Linked DNA regions of Sus scrofa: region 2 is linked to region 1. The links are chromatin contacts, called in public Hi-C maps. All regions are on one chromosome and are shown on one strand. The core of a region is the stretch at or near the end of the contact, and the rest is flanking DNA. Distances in the headings are between cores, read along the strand shown.

Region 1 (4,655 bases), core at 972-3,471:
GCCAGGGATTGAACCTACATCCTCATGGATGCTAGTCAGATTCGTTTCCACTGAGTCACAACGGGAACCCCTCAATTTCTTATTTTGATTCCTAAGTCAGGGCACAGGGTTGGTCCAGTGTTTTTCCCACATAAAATTTCCCATAAAATGCTAAAATTCAGTCATACTTGGTGTTATATGTAACACACCTCCTCTCAGGTGGTATCCTGCAGCCCGCCACTGCACCCAGAGAGCTTCCTGGGGAATTCATGGCAGAGCTACTGTGTGGACAAATTGGTTTGGGATACTCAGAGTGGACCAGGGCTGTGTGTGATTCTACAGGAAGGATTGTAGGAAGCTGTTTCTGAGTTTAGGGGACAATAAGACAGTCTTAAAATGGAGCTCTTATGTGCTAATGATCCCCAGGGCAGCTTGCAAAAATCAAGATAAAAATGCATCTTTAATTAAATGATGAAATTGCATCAAATCAGGCATATCATTGCAAAGCTGAGACTTGAGTTTTCTGTCCCTGCAAGAATCAGAGATAGACATGGGGAAGGACAGTGGGGCCACCTCATGGGTGAGTGGCACCTGAGCTGGTGAGGGGGTGACTGGAGTGGGTTGGGGGAGAGCATGGCAGGCAGAGGCTGCCTGTACAGGGCTGCTGAGGACAAGAACAAGCTCTGATTAAACCCTGGAGATGGAGGGCAGAGACCAAGAAATGCTCCTGTCTCCACTGTCTTTCCTTTTATGGAGGAAAATTTCGGCCTCTTTTCCACCTGAGGTATTTACTATTCTAAGATTCCTCCAGACTTTATTGAAGCTCTGAGGAAAGTCTTTTTTTTTTTTTTACTTTCTTTTTATGGCTGCACCCATGTTATATGGAAGTTCCCTGGCCAGGGCTGGAATCAGAGCTGCAGCGGAGGCCTATGCCACAGCCACAGAAATGCTGGATCCTTAACGCACTGAACCAGGCCAGGGATTGAGCAGGTCAGGGATGGAACCCGCATCCCCTGCAGAGACAATGTCAGGTCCTTAACCTGCTGAGCCACAATGGGAACTCCTAGGGGAAGTCTTATGAACTGAAAATTAGTAATTTAGACAACATAGCAAATAATTTTTTAAAAAGTTCATGCCGCTGGTGCAGCCCTAAAGAGAAAAATGACAACAACCATAACAAGTAAAAGACATTAAACAAAAAAAAAGTGATCAGAATGAGGGGTAGCAGTAACAGTAAAATATTCATGTGTGGGTGTGTGGGTGTGAGTAAAACACCAGCAATTGCAGGCTGAACTACTTTGTTTCATAATGAAAGATGCTACAGGGAAATCTTAGAGATACTTATTTACCAGACACTCTGGCCCTAGACTAATTTCTTGGAGAATTGATTTCATTTAAAAGACACCCTTAGCCTTTACCTAGAAGTGCAGAGGACCTCCCACTGGGATGCTTTCTGGCTCCAGATCCTTTCTGCAACTCATTTGCCTTGAAATCTGGCTTAAGATCATGCGTGATTTTGCAAAGATCCTGGTCAGTTTCCATTTGAGGCTGACGCCTGTGCTTAGTCAAAAGTCGAATTCTTGATTCTTTCCCACCTGGGTTTCCAGCTTTTAGAGCAGTCAGCCTGGGGGGCTTCGTTTGGGTGACAAGGGCTGTGTTTCCCTTTTGTGACTTCCTCTCACCCTCCATGCGTCCAAGTAATCAGAGAGCTCAGTAGTGAAAGAGCACAACTCTGAGCCAAGCCAAATGAAATGTGTTTTCATAGTGGCACTGCAATGATTATCTATCCTTCCTGTGCCCAAATGCTAGGATGACATTTGGGGAGAGACTGAAAGCCGTGTCTTTGATGACTCTTTCTGTGTGAGCCAGATGCTAGATGGACAGATAGAACTGAAATTGTAGCAAAGCAACAAGTGAACCATCATTGACATGGAACCATAAATATTTCTATTGCCATGGAGTCCCTCAGGAAACAAGATCTTGTTTACACCTAAACACACTCGAATTTATAGACATACGAGAATTCTATGTTGACAGCAAGCATCGAGGATCTAAAGAACCAAAAGAGTTCGGGAGACACGGGTTCAAGGCTGGAGATGGTCAGGCAGGTCTGAGAGAGCAGAGGCATCAGAGGTGGAGGGAGCTGCCTGCCGGGAGCGGGGAAAGGAGCCTGGGTGCTGGGCTGTGGGCTGAAGGATATGTTACCGACTGGGTAATGACGACCTCTTTTTATGGCTCTCTGTTATCACGGAGGCAGTGACAACAAGGCTGCGAGGCTGACAGGTCATCTGGAGTTGGGTAATATTCTAGCACATATTGATCTTGGATTGGCCCAGATCCAGGTTAATAATGAGTGTTTTCTTTCCAAAAGCAACTTTCTTTGCCCTTACGAAATAAAAATACTATGCAACTCCTGTATCTGCAAGCCCTTCAGAGGCTGGTTCAACAGAGGTCTCCATGACACGAATTCCAGAATTTTATGAGGCCTTCTCTATCTAATTCCCTGGTGAATGAAGACCTCTGAGCTGTGAAGGGACCCCTCACTCGTGTTTCCTGTCCCTTGTGCTCAAGCTTACAGACCCAGCTGCTGCCTCCCAGTGTCCCTCAGCAAACTATTCAGGTCCAGGGTCCCCTGTATGTCGCAGCCCAATGTGGAGCAATTCTGGCTGGCACAGCATTGGGGGGGGGGTACTTTTTCCCACCACATTTGTCCTTTTGTCATGTGGGATTTCACAGGGTGGCTATTTGGACCCTTCAACAGAGAGAAACCTCTTATAGATTCGAGCCTTAAAAAGCACACATGCCACAAACCAGTAAGACACCGAGTGTAGTAACTGTTTGACTTTGCGTTTAGAAGGAACATGGTTAATGTTTAGTTCGGAAAACCAGTGATGTTTGATAGTCAAGGTTAGTGTTTGGGGAGACTTGAAATGACAACATTAGTGAGTCCCACAGGTACTTGTCATGAACTCCCCATTCCTCCTTACCTGGCAATAAACCCCATCATGCCCATGCAGAGCTGTCTGCCGTGTCCTTCATCACCAGGGTGCAGGTCCCAGTTTGGTCTCAGCTGAGGCCCTATTTCAAATACAGGCACAACGCCGTCTGGTGATGACTCTCACCCAGTTATCTGATGTCGTCATGGGGATAACTCTAGGAGGGTGACTTTGTTTGTCTCCCAACCCGCACCAGGTTCATGTCCTGTGGACATGTGGACTTGTGAGGTGGACACATCTTATAGACTTGTTTTTCCCTCTGGTTTTTCATAACTCTGCAATGAGTTCCCTTGTGGCTCAGCGGGTTAAGGATCCAGTGTTGTCTGTGCTGTGGTTCAGATGGCGACTGTGGTGCAGGTTCGATCCCTGGTCTGGAAACTTCCACATGCTGGCGGCACGGCCAAAAAAAAAAAAGGAAAGAAAGAAAGAGAAAGAAAAGAAGTGACCACAAATAGCTCTTTAAATAAAAGTCAGGTAAGGAAAGCAACTATTTCATGGAAAAGGAGATCCTGTGTAAAGAGAATACCTACTTCACAGATGCATTTTCATTCTAGTTCCCCTTTACACTTTGTCATTGTCCTATAGAGATGAGGCACTGAGCCTTCAGTGTTTGCGCAAGTTGTCAAGTGCTTTGACCAAAGTCTGTGCTTGTTTTGTGGCGACTCTTCAGCGCTTCTCAGAGATGTTCAATTTCTAGTATCAGGCAGCTGCTGGCTTGGCCGCTGGCCCTTTCCCGGCTCCTGACCTTGAATTCCAGATGTGGGACCGAGGCTGTTGAAATAATTGGATGTGGGGGATGTCTCTTGTTACTGCTGCTCCCCAAAGTTTACATGACAACCCTCTAGTTCTTAGAGACTTATGAGGCATTCCTCGTATGACAAAGTCAATGCCAAGGCCCTTTCTGGTGTCTCACCAGGAAGCCCAATGTTTCAGAGTTTTTATCCACTCTCCACAAGCACCAGTAAGGTCTCAGGCCTTTGCCTTCATCCAACAAATGCTGAGCGCCTACTGAACCCCAGGAACCAGGCAAACAGTGGGCCAACTATGGTCACCTGTGCAGACACATTGCTGCCCTTCACAGATCTGTGCAGAGGGTAAGTTAGATTAAACAATAGCACCAACAAAAATGATAACTTAGCAAGCATTAGGAAGGAACTGATCCAAAGCTTGGGGGAATCATGATGGGGGTGGGGTGGGGACTTTGTTTTTGCTTCATGGGTCAGGAGAGGCCTCTCTCCAGAGGGGACATGGAGTGGAAGGCATGTCCTAAGCAGGAGGCTCAGCTGAGGTTGAAGGAGAGAAGTGAGGGAAGAGGCCCGTGGTACAAGATGAGGAAGGAAGGCCAGGAGCAGCCCCGGGTGTCAGGAGGTCGAGGCCCTGACAAGGACTGGGTTTTATTGAAGTCCAAGAAAAAGCCACTGAAGGATTTCAAGTGGGGAGACACAGATCTGATTTACACTTTAAGAAAACCACTAGTTTTGAGGTAGAGAATTCACTGGGGAAAGGAAAGTGTAAGAGGGAGAGACTGATTAAGAAGCCCTGCCCTGTTTCAGGGGAGGGGACAGCCACCTGGGCTGGGCAGCGGCCTTGCAGACATATTTTGGGGAGGGGGGGGCAGGGAGATGGAGGAAGGAAGACGAGGAGGAGTCTAGGTTTAAGGTGAGATCACCTGGGAGAACA
Region 2 (4,291 bases), core at 279-2,778, 270 kb after region 1:
AGGCGGTCTTTATTAAAATGCAAATTGTCCTATGCACCCTCTCCCCCCTCGAGCTTTGGAAATCAAAGAGAATTATGGAGTGTGTGTTTATTTTAAGACAGCTTTTCCCACCACCCTAGTCCTGTGACTTGCAGTTGAAGTCTTGGAATATTTGGATGCCTTTTGGCAAGTGGAAACTCATTTTGATCTATCTTTTGAGAAAGAAGAATCAGCAAGTATAGCTTTCTGAGCAGTTAGGGCCCACAGTGAACCTCTGATGCACATCGGAGACTCTAGGACCACTCTGGCCCACACGGCTGCCACCAGCCACATGTGGTCATCAAGTCCTTGAAATGCAGCTGGTCCCAATAGAGATGTGCTGTGTGTGTAAAACATACACAGAGTTTTTAAGACTTGGTATGGAGAAAATAATGAAAAATAACTGGTTAAAAATAAATGATGGTTTTTTGGGAGTACTAATTATGTGGAAATGATAATATTTGATCCATATTGGGGAAAATGACTTTTAGTATAAAAATTAATTCCACATGCTTCTTTTCACTTTTTTATTTTTAATTTTTTATTATAGTTGAGTTACAATGTTCTGCCAATTGCTGCTGTACAGAAAAGTGACCCAGACACACCCACCCCCCCCACACATATATTCTTTTTCTTATAATATCTTCCACCTATGTTTTAAATGAAGTTTCTAGGAAATTCAGTTATAGATGCATCTCTTGTACAGTGTTGATCAGGACAGTTCTAGGCCGAATGAAGGCCCCTGTCCAAACTTTTCCCTTCTTGTTCAGAATAACCTCTTTTCTGGGCACGCTGCCTCCCACGTAGCTGCCTGCACCCCTCCCAGCTCCAGACCAGAGGATGCTGGCTCATATGGTGTTGGCACCTCTTGCTAAAGCCCTCGCATAACCGCCATTGTCAGGGCTCACACCTGATTGCCTCTTGCACCTTCTCACCTCCCAGCCACCCTCATGCTCTTGTTTCAAAACACTCCAGGCCTGGAGTTCTCGTCGTGGCTCAGTGGTAACGAACTGGACTAGGATCCATGAGGACGCAGGTTCAATCCCTGGCCTCACTCAGGGGGTTAAGGATCTGGCATTGCTGTGAGCTGTGGATAGGTCGAAGATGCAGCTTGGATCTGGTGTTGCTGTGGCTGTGGCGTAGGCCAGCAGCTACAGCTCTGATTTGATGCCTACCCTGGGAACTTCCATATGCCATGGATGCAGCCTTGAAAGGACTAAAAACAAAACAAAATAAAAAACACTCCAAGTCTCTGGTTTCCCAAGCCACCCTGTGTGCTTCTAGCATGACTGCTCCAGGGGCCCCTTGTCTCCCCAAGACCACATCCCCACACATCTCTTCATGCAGTTTTCCTGCTCTCCCTGTGTTCCCATTGTCCTCGCATGTGTGTTTGTTACAACACATCGATGCTGTGTTGAAATTGCTCAATGTCCACCTTCTCATCCGACCCTGCTCTCCTCGGGCAAAGGACACCACATCTGTTCATCTGTGTCTCCACGGCATGTAGTAAATATTTGTTAAATGCCCGCAGAATGAAAGAAGCAGAGGGTAAGTAGTGCTAGGTTGCTAATACAGTGTGTCTGTACACAGCAACAGCTGAGGTGTTGAAAGCTTTGTTTTTGTTTTCATGTTTAACCATTTATTTTCTTTTAATAACAATGGAAACCACGGTAGGGAGTAAACCCAGTGGCACTCCACGGAGGTGAGAAAAAGTCCAAGTGCACTCTCTTTCCTTTCTGGGCATCCAGCCTCCCCTTGGGTCACCACTTCTCTCAGCCAGAGGTGGGATTCCTGGTATGATGGTGGGTTTCACGAGGGCTGAGATTTGCCCCCAGGTGCCAATTAGCCTCCTACGGGACGGAGATCTTGCAAACAGAAAGCTCAGAGGGTGTCTGGCTATTTGCCTGTTTTCACAGGAGATAGAAATCTCCTTGCTGCTATGCAGGGCAGTGTTTGTGTAGTTTAGTTTTAAGTCTGTTTGGGGTTGTTGAGGTCATGTTGCTTCATACAACTGGCTGTGCCCTCACTTGGCCTTCCATATGTGAGAATGCATCTGGCTCCTAGAAGCGGCTTTGGCCCATTTGCCTTCCCTCTGCTGGACCCCTCCTCAGGGCTCCTGGGGCAAGTCATTGCCGATTCAGACAGGGTGGTATGTTCCATGGATGTCCTGCTTCAAGAAAATTCAATAGACAGAGGGTTGAGTCACATGATTGATTAGGACAGAGTCTCTCCTTGAGAAGGGAGCTTCCTGGAGACTGACCATCGTGGCTCAGTGGTCACTATGAGAGAGTCCAAATCTACTATCTCGTTCACCCACAAAACTACAAGGTAAGTCCATTGCAAGCTGCAGAGTAAGAAAGAGGGGAGACTGTATCAGACCACAGGAAATCATCTGGAGCAAGTAATGGGATGCAGGCCGTGCAGGTTGTATTCTGGCTTTGGCCAGCCCAGCTCCTTTCCCGTGATGCTGGCCTGCTGGGTTGCTCAACACCCACTGCTATGCAACTGTCCCACCATGGAGGCCCTTCCCCAGGACTGATGGGAGGCTGTTTTTGCTCTGTTAGACCCAATTTGAAACTAATCAAGGTATCCTATTATGTTTATGGTATGTTTATGTTATATCGGTCCTACATTTATGTTATTTTCCTCTGAGGGATACAGGTTGTTGTCAGGCCAGGAAGTGGGCCATTTGGCAGTGGGTTCCAAGTTGCTGGTCCATCCAGCTCTCTGTAGTCTTCCATATGGCTGCCAGCATACTCCCTGCAGCTCCCCAGGCAGATGGCATGAAAACCCCAACCGGCGCAGCAGCCAGGGGTCCAGCTCTCTGCCTGGACTTCTGCAGATGAGATGTTGATGCTGGGAGAGTCTGCATGGCTGAATGTGAATAATCCTCCCCAGTTGTGCAGCCTGCTCCAGGAAGGCTTGGCATTAGAGCCAAGCTTACAGGTAAGCGTCGGGCATCCTACCACACCCACCACTTCCTTTCTGAGTCTCTCTGACTCAGGTCTTCCAGGGTTTCCTTGTCTTCATTTTCTTCTGCTCTTTTTCTTTCTTTTTTTTTTTTTTTTTTTTTTTTGTCTTTTTGCCTTTTCTTTCTAGAGCTACTCCCTCGGCATATGGAGGTTCCCAGGCTAGGGGTCGAATCAGAGGTGTAGCCACCGGCCTACACCAGAGCCACAGCAATGCAGGACCTGAGCCGCATCTGCGACCCACACCACAGCTCATGGCAACATCAGATCCTTAACCCACTGAGCAAGGCCAGGGACCAAACCCTCAACCTCATGTTTCCTAGTTGGATTTGTTAACCACTGAGCCACAACGGGAACTCCATCTTTTTCAAACTAAAATACCGATTTTGTATTGACTGAACACTGACTATGCAGTCAGAGACTCCGTGCCTAGAAGGTCTGAACTAAGAGGTGGTGAATGGATTCTGGATCCTTCTTAGCCCTCAGGTTTCTGAGTCACATGATCCCCTAGGCCTCCATTTAATCTTGTAAAATGAGCACAGAGCCCCATGTCATCTGTAAGGCCCCGCCTCTCAGGCAGTCTCTAAAGCTCATGAACAACTGAAATTGCTACAATGAATCAATTGTCAACACATAAACCATTTATACTCCTGGTTAAAAGAGTGGATGATGTTGACTGGAAAAACCCTCCCTCCTTCCCATCTCGCTGGTCCACAGCTACTATTTCATATCTTGTGCTGGATCTTCACGATAGGAAATATTACATCCTTGGGAAATCTCACTGATGCCTACTGGGTGGCACCTCTGATGCCCATCTAAGCTGCTGAAACCTGTAAAAATTCACGAAAGTGTGAAAAGGAACAGAAAAGAGAAGCTAATCAATCCAAAGAATTGGAAACCTCCAGACAGTTGTACATCATAACTCAGTATTACTGCATTTAGTTGTGAGAATTTCCACAGCTCATTTCTCCTGATTTAGGGCTATGTGTTGAATGAGCATATTACCACGGACCTTTAGGGATTTTTAAAAGGAAGATGTGATTCTGTGATATCAAAGGACCCCATCGAAAAGTATATAGTTCAGGCAGGTGACCTACTGCTTTGTCTTGGTAAATCCAAACAGCATATGTGATTTTTTGTTTCCTCCCATAAACTGACTGAACTGATTGTTGTCTACACCTCAAGGGTTGGAACCTTGGAAGGGAAGGCGGCTACCTCAGAGCTAAGTGCAGGCTTTGTTTTGTTTTCATTTCAGAACTGGCAAGGTGGGACATTTGCATGTCTGTGTTTACCGCCAAGGCTGG

The links. Hi-C and Micro-C count contacts between places; a contact is called where the count stands out from the background.
Region 2: a Hi-C map of liver shows a contact between it and region 1, with 1.9 times the contacts expected there. The contact joins two enhancer-like sites. A contact is called at or near these places in 3 of 47 Hi-C or Micro-C datasets (epiblast stem cells and liver).

What each region holds. Positions count from the first base shown.
Region 1 is chr14:1,317,285-1,321,939 of Sscrofa11.1, forward strand. No RefSeq gene overlaps it. Among named protein-coding and RNA genes, the nearest start is that of GADD45G, 150 kb to the left of the region's middle. Within about 2 kb of position 2,222, at least 5 of the 83 cell types and tissues checked have an H3K27ac peak or open chromatin away from gene starts, as enhancers often do. A contact at or near this core is called in liver, where this site is marked.
Region 2 is chr14:1,584,138-1,588,428 of Sscrofa11.1, forward strand. The region is part of intron 5 of LOC106505879 (a long non-coding RNA gene); the gene reads left to right. Among named protein-coding and RNA genes, the nearest start is that of DIRAS2, 380 kb to the right of the region's middle. Within about 2 kb of position 1,529, at least 3 of the 83 cell types and tissues checked have an H3K27ac peak or open chromatin away from gene starts, as enhancers often do. A contact at or near this core is called in liver, where this site is marked.